Regions from separate parts of the Rattus norvegicus genome. Here region 2 is linked to region 1. Evidence: chromatin contacts called from public Hi-C data. All regions are on one chromosome and are shown on one strand. Each heading gives the region's core, a stretch centred on a gene start, on an enhancer-like site or on the middle of the called end of the contact. The rest is flanking DNA. Distances are from core to core; before and after follow the strand shown.

What was found. Hi-C and Micro-C count contacts between places; a contact is called where the count stands out from the background.
Region 2: a contact with region 1 is called in a Hi-C map of the A7r5 cell line, with 4 times the contacts expected there. The contact joins the enhancer-like site here to the promoter of Sema3c in region 1. A contact is called at or near these places in 5 of 12 Hi-C or Micro-C datasets (the A7r5 cell line, the Rat2 cell line, Schwann cells and 2 more).

Annotation. Positions count from the first base shown.
Region 1 is chr4:18,696,134-18,701,520 of GRCr8, forward strand. It overlaps Sema3c (semaphorin 3C), which reads right to left and starts at 3,494. Exons shown (of 17, transcript NM_001106578.1): 1 at 3,378-3,494. The coding sequence starts at 3,480.
Region 2 is chr4:19,013,150-19,018,488 of GRCr8, forward strand. No RefSeq gene overlaps it. Among named protein-coding and RNA genes, the nearest start is that of Sema3c, 320 kb to the left of the region's middle. Within about 2 kb of position 3,837, at least 5 of the 93 cell types and tissues checked have an H3K27ac peak or open chromatin away from gene starts, as enhancers often do. A contact at or near this core is called in the A7r5 cell line, where this site is marked.

The DNA.
Region 1 (5,387 bases), core at 2,244-4,743:
AAAAAAACTGGGAAAAATGAAAAAGTTCTGCATATCTAAAGAGATTGCTAAATTCTGTTTAATAATCAACTAAGACACAATGAGTGAACATGGTACTGCTATCGGGAATGGAATAGAGAGTATTACTACAGACCCTACAGGCTGAGGAAAGATAAAAATGAAATATGAGAACTTTTATTTTTATGAATTATATTTCATTTTAAGGAGAAGTAATATTGAAACTACCAAAATAATTGGACTTCATATAAATTCAATATGGATAACATTATCTGAAGTACAGAAACATTTTCTTAAATATTTACAAATAGCTGATTCATTTTATGAAGTCACAGAGCACTAATTCCCTGAAATAATTTATTCTAGAATACCTGTGGGGAGAAGATGGAACTTTTCACAAGGCTTTGCCTAGTATACTAGTCTCCCTCCTTACGATCCTTACAGATTCTAATGTTTTCGATGTGGACAAAATAGAATTAACACAAATAAGACAATGAAATCTGAATCTGTGGATCTGTGGTTTTAAGAAAATAATAATCAGTCCAAATAGCCCTGGCAGAACATTTCTATTTGTTTTAAAGATATTCAGAATAAAATAAGAATTGTGAAACTTACAAAGCGTCTCCATTTTACAATATGAAAGATTCAGCTAGCAGGAATGTAATTAATATTATCTGACATACATTCCAGGTAGTACTGATAGCCATCTCCTTGACCTGCACTAGATCAACACGGAAAGCCAACCTGTAAATCACAGTTCCCCATGTTATCACTCCATCAGTCCACTGCAGAAGGGATGGAATGTGGATGCTGAAGGTAGCTCTTTTTTACACACCTTTACACTGACAGCAGTGTTTACTTGGACTTCAAGCAAGACAAGTCTGAACAGTTTTTAATAATGTTTTACACAAGAAGAGACAGACAGGAGACCCAGGTTCAAGGAGGGAGAAGATTACAAGACAAAAGAGCGAGCAGTCAAGATACTAAAGAGGACTTCTGGATATAAGAGAGATGAAACAACTAACCTCTGTCTGATGCAAAAAGAGTTGCCCCAAATGCCTTCAAAGTCCAGGTTTTAGGTTCAAAAATAGTGCCACAGATTTGAAGTATAAAATAAGATCCAGATCTGTGTTTAAATAAATATGCAGTCATATTCCCCACAACCCTGTATATAAAATGTATACCTTGATGTTAAGAACGAACTTTTAAAGTTGCTGTTTGTATATCAAGGCTAAAATTAAAATGTTCATAATGCTGCATCAGAAGAAGTCAGAAGTTTAAGACTAGACTGTTCTCCGTGATGGGTTACAAGCCCACATAAGCTACGGTGTTAAACAATGTCTCCAAAAATACCTGAATATAAAGCATTTTGGAGGAAAATTCATAACCTGTTTTGCATTATTTTAAAATGCTAAAGTTACTATAAAGTAATGGAACTCTTAGATAATAGGAAATTTACCCATGATAATTAGGTAAATGATAAACCGTCTTAAGACTATATTCTTGAACTAAACATTGAAACTTCTACATTTTTCAAGAAATTTTTTCATAACATATTAATATTTACTACTTTAGTGTAGAAATGTTTGAAGTTATTACCTTAAAAATTAAAATTTAATTTAGATTATTCTTGTGGGCATATTGTTTAATTCGGTGTTGGAGTTAGAGAGATGACACGTGACATTCTCTTTGTGGAATCCTAGTAATCTTGAGGTGAGCAAATGTGAGGAACTATTTATTGATAGGTTGATTAGTTTACCAGGCCATAGTCTACCATATTAGGGCAACCTATTCTTCGTGGATCTGTTTCCATTTCAATCTATTTAAGCACTAGCCATACAATAATAGGAAGTCTATAATAACCTCCGCTCTCTATGGCCCAGCAACCACTCTCCTATAGGATACTGACAGTCTGTTCTAAAAGACAGAACTTCTGGAAAACATAAATTGTACCTATTTCTTTGAAAACAGATTTGATGAAGTGTCCTAAATGACTAATCACTTGTTGCATACATTTACACAGAATGTTTGGATTAGTGTTGATGCCGTAGAAGGGACAAGCCTTAGTTATCTGGTCTACCTGACAGTGTCATCTCCTTCCACAGTAAGGAAAAATATAGGTAATTATATTTTTCCTTGAGGTTCTCTCTCTCTCTCTCTCTCTCTCTCTCTCTCTCTCTCTCTCTCTCTCTCTCTCTTTCTCTCTCTTTCTCCTTTCCTTCCTCTCTTCCTTTCCCCTTTCCTTCCTTTCTTTTTTATTCTGCATTGATAATCTCAACTTTAGAGACAAAGTACAAGCTGTAAAAAGCTTTTGTAATTCAAGAAAAGTAGAAGGATTTCAAAGCAGTCATTATTGTCCCTGTCCTTTACATCTAAACGGCATGACTATGGTTTTGAGGGGAAAATGTCAGGCACAAAGGTTAAGGGTGCAATTAGAAGTTCACACTCAGTAAGCTCTAAATATGGTTTCTCCAGTGCTCATGATGACCTTGGGGGAGCACTTAAGAACTTAAAAGGAAAGGGAAAAAAGGGCTGGTGTTAATCAGTGTGCTTTCTGCACACTCATCAAATGCAACTAAGCACGTGCAATGACAGAGTTCATGTAAAAAATGGAAACATAAACACAATGGTCCTGAAGACAAGATGATGTTTCTCATCTAGTTCATATTTCAACTGTCCAGTTAGTAAGAGTTATATGTCTAACCCAACCACCCATTCAGAATGGATATGTGAATGGCATACATTAACCACATATACACATTTGGTAACCACCATACAGCTTTTTATATAAATCGGTACTTGAAATTACTGCTTTTCTAAGCTTAAGAAAACAACATTTTATACAACAATAATCAATGTAGTGTCCAAAATATTTTATGTAATTTTCACCTCACTAGAAAAATAATACCAACCATGAGAAATACTTTTGGAATAGGAAGAAAAACAACAGACTTTAGAACGACTCCAGTTTTGAAGCAAATACTTGGAACTTACTGGAGTTATTACAGTGACTAAACCCAGGGAGCCCTTTCTAATCATGAAGTTTAGTGAGGAGGGGCTGCATTCTGTCACAGCCAGATGATATAAAAGATGCTGCCCTTTGAGCTCTTTCTTATCTCCCTGGAATATACATTTAATCCAGATGAAATTTAAGGTGGAACAAGGTAGCAAATCCTTCAGGTATTTTCACAAACACTCCTTCCATTGCAAACATTTACCAAGGATAAATGTCCACGGCACTTAAAGAGTAGCCTGGTAATATTTTGAGAACTAAATAATGAGATTGTAGTCTCTTCAATATGTTAAACTTTCATCTGAATCAGAAAGAAAAAAGCGAGACCTTCAATAACATTTTTCATAAGTTTTATCAGATTTCTTACCATCGAATGTTAAATACACTCTTGCTTGGGGCTGGGATGATCCTTGGACGCAAATGGAACAAATAAATACTCCAACCAACACACAAATCTCCCGTAATGCCATTTCTTCTGATTTGGACATTAATATCCAAGGGAAAATACCTTTAAAGGAAAGATAAGAGATTTGTAGAATATCCTTTAACATTTTGGCAAACCAGAGATAACAGTTTTGAGAAGTGCAGCTTAAGGTCTGCAGTCATCAAGCAGTAGGAGGTGCTCTGACTTTACTTCTCAAGTGGAAATATTTGGATTTATTTGTGTCTGGAAGTCTTTGCAACAGACAATTGTTTTATCTTTCCACAAAAATGATGCTGACATCAAAGCAGAACAAAGCATCAGTGAAAAAACTTAATTGATTTCCTCCAAAGAATCCCAATACCTCATCTCTCTGAAACGCATTCCATTAAACTGATAGGCTATTGAAGAATGAAAATGCTCTCCTTAATAAATACAGTAGACTCCACAATCCTGTTCACAGGTACCCATTCATGCCATGCTCATTAATTCTTCTGGATTAATTGCCTCTGAAATAGTGTTTCCATACATAAATCTACCTGTGCTTCGTCCCTGATTACTAAATCACTTCAGTCAGTTATCTGCCAATGTATGCAGATGACTGGGCAGCGGTTAAATGATGCAGATGAGGTAACCATGGACTCCTGCCAAATTTAAACCAGTGACCTCGTGGTGAGTAATCCACTGGAGCCTCGTATCCACCAAGGCATATTTTACATAAATCAACCAGAGAGTGCGCCATCAAAATTTCAAACAATGAATCAAAAGGACAACCTTCTTGTTTGAAAATTGTAGCTATAAAATTAATATTGGCTACTAAGTAATGTCTAAGTATAAAGGGATGTCAGGTACTGTTAGAACAAACCTAGATGAACCCCACTGGCCACATCATGCCAAATGAACTCAGGACCATGAAAGAAATCCCATCACTTCTCATGGAGTGTAATTATACAGTAAAATGACAAGCAGGTCTACTCTGGAAATACATCATTACAGATCTTATGTCATATGGCTTTTTAAATTGAAAATACATTATTGATTCTATTCAATAAGGAAATGTGGTTAGACATTGAAAGGACCATTTTTCTGACACAGACGGGAAAGGACGATTAAACAGAGCATGCAATCTCAAGGAAAAATCTAAACTGGTCTCATTGGTTGCACATATGCTGCAAGAGTTTGACATGAAATTCTATTCCTCTACCACACAGATGGAGGAAACCCTGGCGATGTTTGTGTTGGTAATTTTCAAAAGAAACAGTTTCTTCCTGCTTCCACAACCTCTTCACCCTGTCATCCCTAAATTAACTTAGAAGAAAATTGATTTTTATGGGTGACTTTCCCTTAGAATTTTACCCCTGGGATCTGTGAGCTTAGTAATTAAAATGGGGGGGGGGGAGTAGGGGGGAGGTGATGAGATACTATTAATATGCCCAACTTTAGTCTATTATTAACCAAGTTAGAAACATTTGTACATTTTCACATTACTATTACCAGTACATAATCTGATATGCCTCCCCTAAAGAAGATACGCCCCATAAATTGCGAAGAATACTGCCTCGATGACATGGTAGATCAGATAGCACTGATCTATCCTAACAGAACACGCTGGTTTCAGTCCTACCTAGTGATGGGCTATGACTGCCATCTCCCCACCCAAGTGCTTTACAACTTTGTCCCTTTAACTCCTACACTTAAAAGTGACTGCTGGTGTTTGGTCTTCTATTATCAGCAAATACAAGAACATAATTATTTTATGTCACTTCCACCAGTTTTTTTCCCCCTTAGAAGGCACTGGAGCAACTTAAACTCTTGGCAGGTGCCACAACCTCCAGCCAGGCTCAGCTCCTCCGGGAGCGCTTTCCTCAGGAGCCGCGTGGGTCCTAAGAAAATGCCGAGACTTGAGTACACCAAAGCGGGGAAAAAAGTCAGTACACAGACCCAGAAAAGTTCTAT
Region 2 (5,339 bases), core at 2,587-5,086, 320 kb after region 1:
AAATTGGCAAAGATATACCTAAGAAGAAGAAATTACGATGCAGTTCAAATAAAAATAAAGATATAGGCTGTTGGTTACAATTAGTAGAATGTTCCATTTCATAAGAAAACAGAACATACCTACGATGACAAAATTAAAAAGCCAAGTACTATAATAACTTCTGGTAAGGGAATAGGTTATTACATGTTTTGTTTAAATTTTTATCACCATCAGTTCCTGATAAAATGAGAGAAAATGTTTACAGAGGGGGTGAGATATTTGCTGAGTATCTTATTGTGACAAAAGCAAGGAGCCGCATTGCATACAGCAGTAGACTTAAAGTTCATGATTAAGAGCAAAATACATTTGGAGATCTTATTACTTAAATAAAATCATGTGAATTGTCTTTTCATATATTTGATAATTTACAAGTTAATATTTTTATTAAAATATTTTATTTATTCACATTCTAAAAGTTGCCCCACTTCCTCATTCTCTCCCCCGAGTTTTTCACTCCAACCCCCCTCAATCCCCTGCCTCTGAGAAGGTGCTCTGTCACTTGCCCACCCACCCCCACCTCACCCCACCAGCATCCCTCTTCCCTGGGGCATAAAGTTTCCACAGGTTTAAGCATAACCTCTCCCACTGAGGCCAGACCTGGTTGTCCTCTGCTACACATGTTCTCTGGGGTCATGGAGGAGCCCTTGTATGCTTCATGGTTGGTGGCTTAGTCTCTGGGGGCTGTGAGAGGGTCCAGTTAGTTGACACTGTTGTTCTTCCTATGGGGTTGCAATCTTTCTGCTCCTTCAGTCCTTTTCCCTAACTATTCCACAGGGTTCCCCAACCTTGATCGAATGTTTGGCTGTATCACCATTTGTCTCAGTCTGAGGCTGGTAGAGCCTCTCCGAGGACATTCATGCCAGGCTCCTGTCTTCACACATAATATGGCATCAGTAATACTGATAGGATTTGGTGTGTGCCACATGGGCTGGATCCTAAGTTGGGTCAGTCACTAGGTGGCCGTTCATTCACTCTCTGTTCCATTTTTGTCCCTACATTTCCTTTGGACAGGAACAATTTGGGGTCAAAATTTTTGAAGATGAGTGTGAGGCTCATGCCTCAGCCGGGGGCCATGTCTATCTGCTGGAGGTGTTCTCTTCAGGTCCCATCTCCCCACTGTTGGTCATTTCAGCTAATGTCATGCCCATTGAGTCCTGGTACCCTCTCACATCTCAAGTCTCTGGGACTTTCTAGAGATTTCCTTGCCTCCAACCCTCCCTGGTGAAAATCTCAGTTATTGCTCCCTCTCAGCTCCTCTCCTGTCTTCCCCCCAATACCTTATCCTCCCCCTCTTCCATTCACCTTCCCTGTTCCAGCCAGGTTCCTCCTTCCCTGTACCTCTTATGATTATTTTCTTCTCATTTTAAGTGCATTTCAGGTATCCATACTTGGACCTTCCTTGTTAAGCGTTTTACAGTCTGTGAGTAGTATCATGAGGATTTTGAACATTTTAGCTAATATCCTCTTATCAGTGAGTACATACCCTGCTTGTCCTTTGGGGTCTGGGTTATCACATTCAGAATGATATTTTCTAGTTCCATCTATTCGCTTGCAAAATTCGTGATGTCCTTGTGTTTAGTAGCTGAATAGTATTGCATTGTGTGAATGAACCACATTTCCTATATCCATTCTTCCATTGAGGGACCTCTTGGCAGTTTCCAGTTTCTGACTATTACAAATAAGCCTGCAATGAACATAGTGGATCACATGCCTTGTGGTATAGTGGAGCATCTTTTGGATATGTACCTAGGAGTGGTAAATGGGTCTTCAGGTAGAACTATTTTTAATTTTGTGAGGAACTGCCAGACTGATTTCCAGACTGGTTGTACCAGTTTGCATTCCCACCAGCAATGGAGGAGTGCTCTTTTTCGATATCCTTGCTACCGTGTACTGTAGCATGTACATGTATTTTTAATCTTAGCTATTCTGATTGGTGCAAGGTGGAATCACAGGTTCGTTTCGATTTGTGTTTCCCTGATGACTAAAGATGTTGAACATTTCTTTTAGTGCTTCTCAGTCATTTGAGGTTTCTCTGTTGAGAATTTTCTGATTCGGGAAAATCTAGATGAAGTGGATGATTTTCTAGACTAATACCACATACAATAGTTAAATAAGGATCAGGCAAACTATCTAAACTGTCCCGTCACCCCAAGGAAATAAAGGCAGTCATTTCAAATATCCCAATCAAAAAAAAGCCCAGGACTAGATGCTTTTAGTGAATAATTCTACCAGACCTTCAAAGAAGAGCTCATACCAACACTCTTCAGACTATTCCAGACAATAGAAAAAGAAGGAACTCTACCTAAGTCATTCTACAAAGCCACAGATGCTATGATGCCTAAACCACGCAAAGACCCAACAAAGAAAGAGAACTTCAGACCAATTTCACTTATGAATATTGATGCAAAAATACTGAACAAAATTCTCACAAACCGAATCCAAGAACTCATCAAAATCATCTTCAAGTTGTCTCTCCCCTTCTATCACTATGTATTGATTCCATAAAGGACTTACATGGCATTTCAGAACCAAATACCTGAAGATTGTATTATGAGATTTAGATTGAAAAAAAATATTTCATTGTTAGGTGGCTTGTGGAGGTATAATTCTGAAAGGAAAATAATTCTGTAAGTATGAAATGAAATACTCTCTTCCAGAGATAATATTGTTGAAAGTATCTTTGCCACATTCTCATTGATGATAAGGTTACTTAGAATTATAATCCTTTTGTTAAGTATTTAAAAGGTCAATATTGATTTGCTTGCCATGTATGTGATGTCCTAGAAAAGTTTATAATATAGCATATATTTAAAGGAACTAACTTTAGAAACATTGTAAACTTTATATGTATTGTTTGTGAATACATACTTATTCAATATCATTGAATGAAGATTCTTTCCTTTTAACAAATTCCTCTGCTAAATAGTTTGTTTGCATATATTATATAAATATGTGCACAATAGCTCAATATATAAGATAATATGGGTATATATTATAGACATATAGAATAGATAATATAATATCTGCACATATGTATACAAGAGATAGATACATAGGATAATGTAGATATATTATGTATATATGTACATAAGAAATTTAAGAGCTTTATTGTTTCATTCATTTTGATTAAAGGTTGTTGGTTGGAATTAAAATTTTGTGTTTCCAAAACTGCTTAAAGGAGTCAGTGGTAAAGGTTAGGCTGAAGACCCTGGACACAATAGGCCAGGGGCAGCACCAAGAAGTGACAGCAGAACTGGGATCAAGCCAGAAGCAGGCTGTCAGGATGCCATCCCATGATGATGAGGAGAAAAGAAGCAATGTCTAAAATAAGCTCAGGCCTATTTGAGAGGAAAGCTTTTAGTCTGCAATGCTGTAGTCAGTGTGGCTATGTCTTTCAACACTGCGACTGCCCAGAAAAAAAAAACAAAAACAAAAACAAAAACAAAAACGGTTTTACTTTAGCTACTCTTAAGCTAATCTCCAGGAATGCATATGCAGCTGTTATCTGAAACTAAGCTCTGTGATTCTGTGATGGCTTGGATAGAATAAAATAATCTCAAAAATCCCTTCAGTTTATCTTGTATGAAATGTCTCAGCCTGGCAGTGACTGGCATGTTTTCACACATGGGTAATAATCTAAGTCAGGCCCTGAAAGAATGGAAGGTCTTTGCTGTCCTCACAGAGCACAGGAAGGTGGGTTGTCCCGGGCATCCTTAGGTCTCATCTGCTTCTCTTCCACCACCAGCATTGACTGCTAATGCAGAAGTGTAGTGTGTGTCCAGCATGACTCATAGTACACTCAAGTGCTAGGCAATGGCACAAGAAGGTCTCAGTCCTCGCCAGCTGCCCATCCCCACCCTCTGCTCTGAGGTCATTTTACTCTCCCTTGGTGGCCATAAAACAGTTCTTCAGTTTCAGCTGAAGGTCCAAGTCCCCAGTCGGCTCTGAGCAATTTGGGCAAGACTGATTATTCATAGACTATTCATTAATATTTTCCCCTCTCTGTACAAGCTTGTGAAGTTGGTGTCTCACTAACTAAGAGGGCAAAGACGCCCAGGGATCCAGGATTTGCTCAGCATCCTTTTATTTGGCAGTCCATACTATCTTCAATCCGTTAACAAGTAGTCATTAAAGAGCTTAAATGCCCTCAGAGAGCAGATTTGTCTTGTCACTTCCTCTTTGTTTGTAGTCATCTTCAAGGTTCCAGGGGGCAACGTTATTCTTGCTAAATCTTCCTTTGTCACTCGCAGAGCACATTAGCTGAGACACCCCATGTGATAAATAAAATCCTGGTGATTGGTCCCACAGCCTTATCTTTGACACGAGGAAAAGAAAAACTAGCAATCTTCCCTATTACCTTACTACAATCTAGATACAGCCTTCTCCTTCAATACAGGGTTCATTGATAAGCTAGAATCAACATACTGTTACGCATTTTAAAATAAACATAAAAATCAAAGGATAAGTATTATTTCAGTGACTTCCCAGAGGTGACTATTGACACCAGCAAGAACATAACAGACCCATTATTGGATAACCCATGACAGAGTAAAACCGGACACAATAACACGAATGACAGCATACACCATACCTTTAAGGAAAATTCTGAATAAATTACCCAGAGCAGAATATCATTGTCTTGAGAACAGCATCCAGATTGTCTTTGAAATCCACAGGAAAACAAAATGTCCAGCTTGAAGTGTATGTGGTAATATCAGTCTAAAGTGAATGAGTGTTTCTCCATGTCCAAGTTTGCCAAGCAGCTGCTTGCCTGCTTAGTTAAGAGGGTAAATAGCACACCAAAATTTCCTTGCTAATTTACTAGATGTAGTGTCTGGTGGGAACAGACACTGTGCCCCAAATATGAGTGCAATCCAGATTTCATTTGTAGAGGTCAGAACCAGACATCAGCATCTAATGGATAGTATAAAAGAGAAATAAAATCTTAGTGGGACATTTTATAGTATTGTCTAGCATAGTCTCTGGGATAGAACTTTATATGCTGATTAATTTTCCTAACCCTGTGAGTTTTAAAACAGGGTATCTGGTAGCCTTCTTCCATCAGGGAGAATCTGGAGAATTTATGAGAGAATACAATGTGGGTCTTCACTTTAGCTATATATTATTGCTGTTGTTGTAAAATAAAAAAAGTATGGATGTCTTTTATCCCCCTAGGTCCAGCACCTCAGTGCCCCAAGATATCTGCTACATATCTTGGTGGAAACACACATCCCAAATCCGTGTCTCCAGCCCCTGCACACTTTCCTACACACAAACCGTCACATAAAAGAGCACAGAAC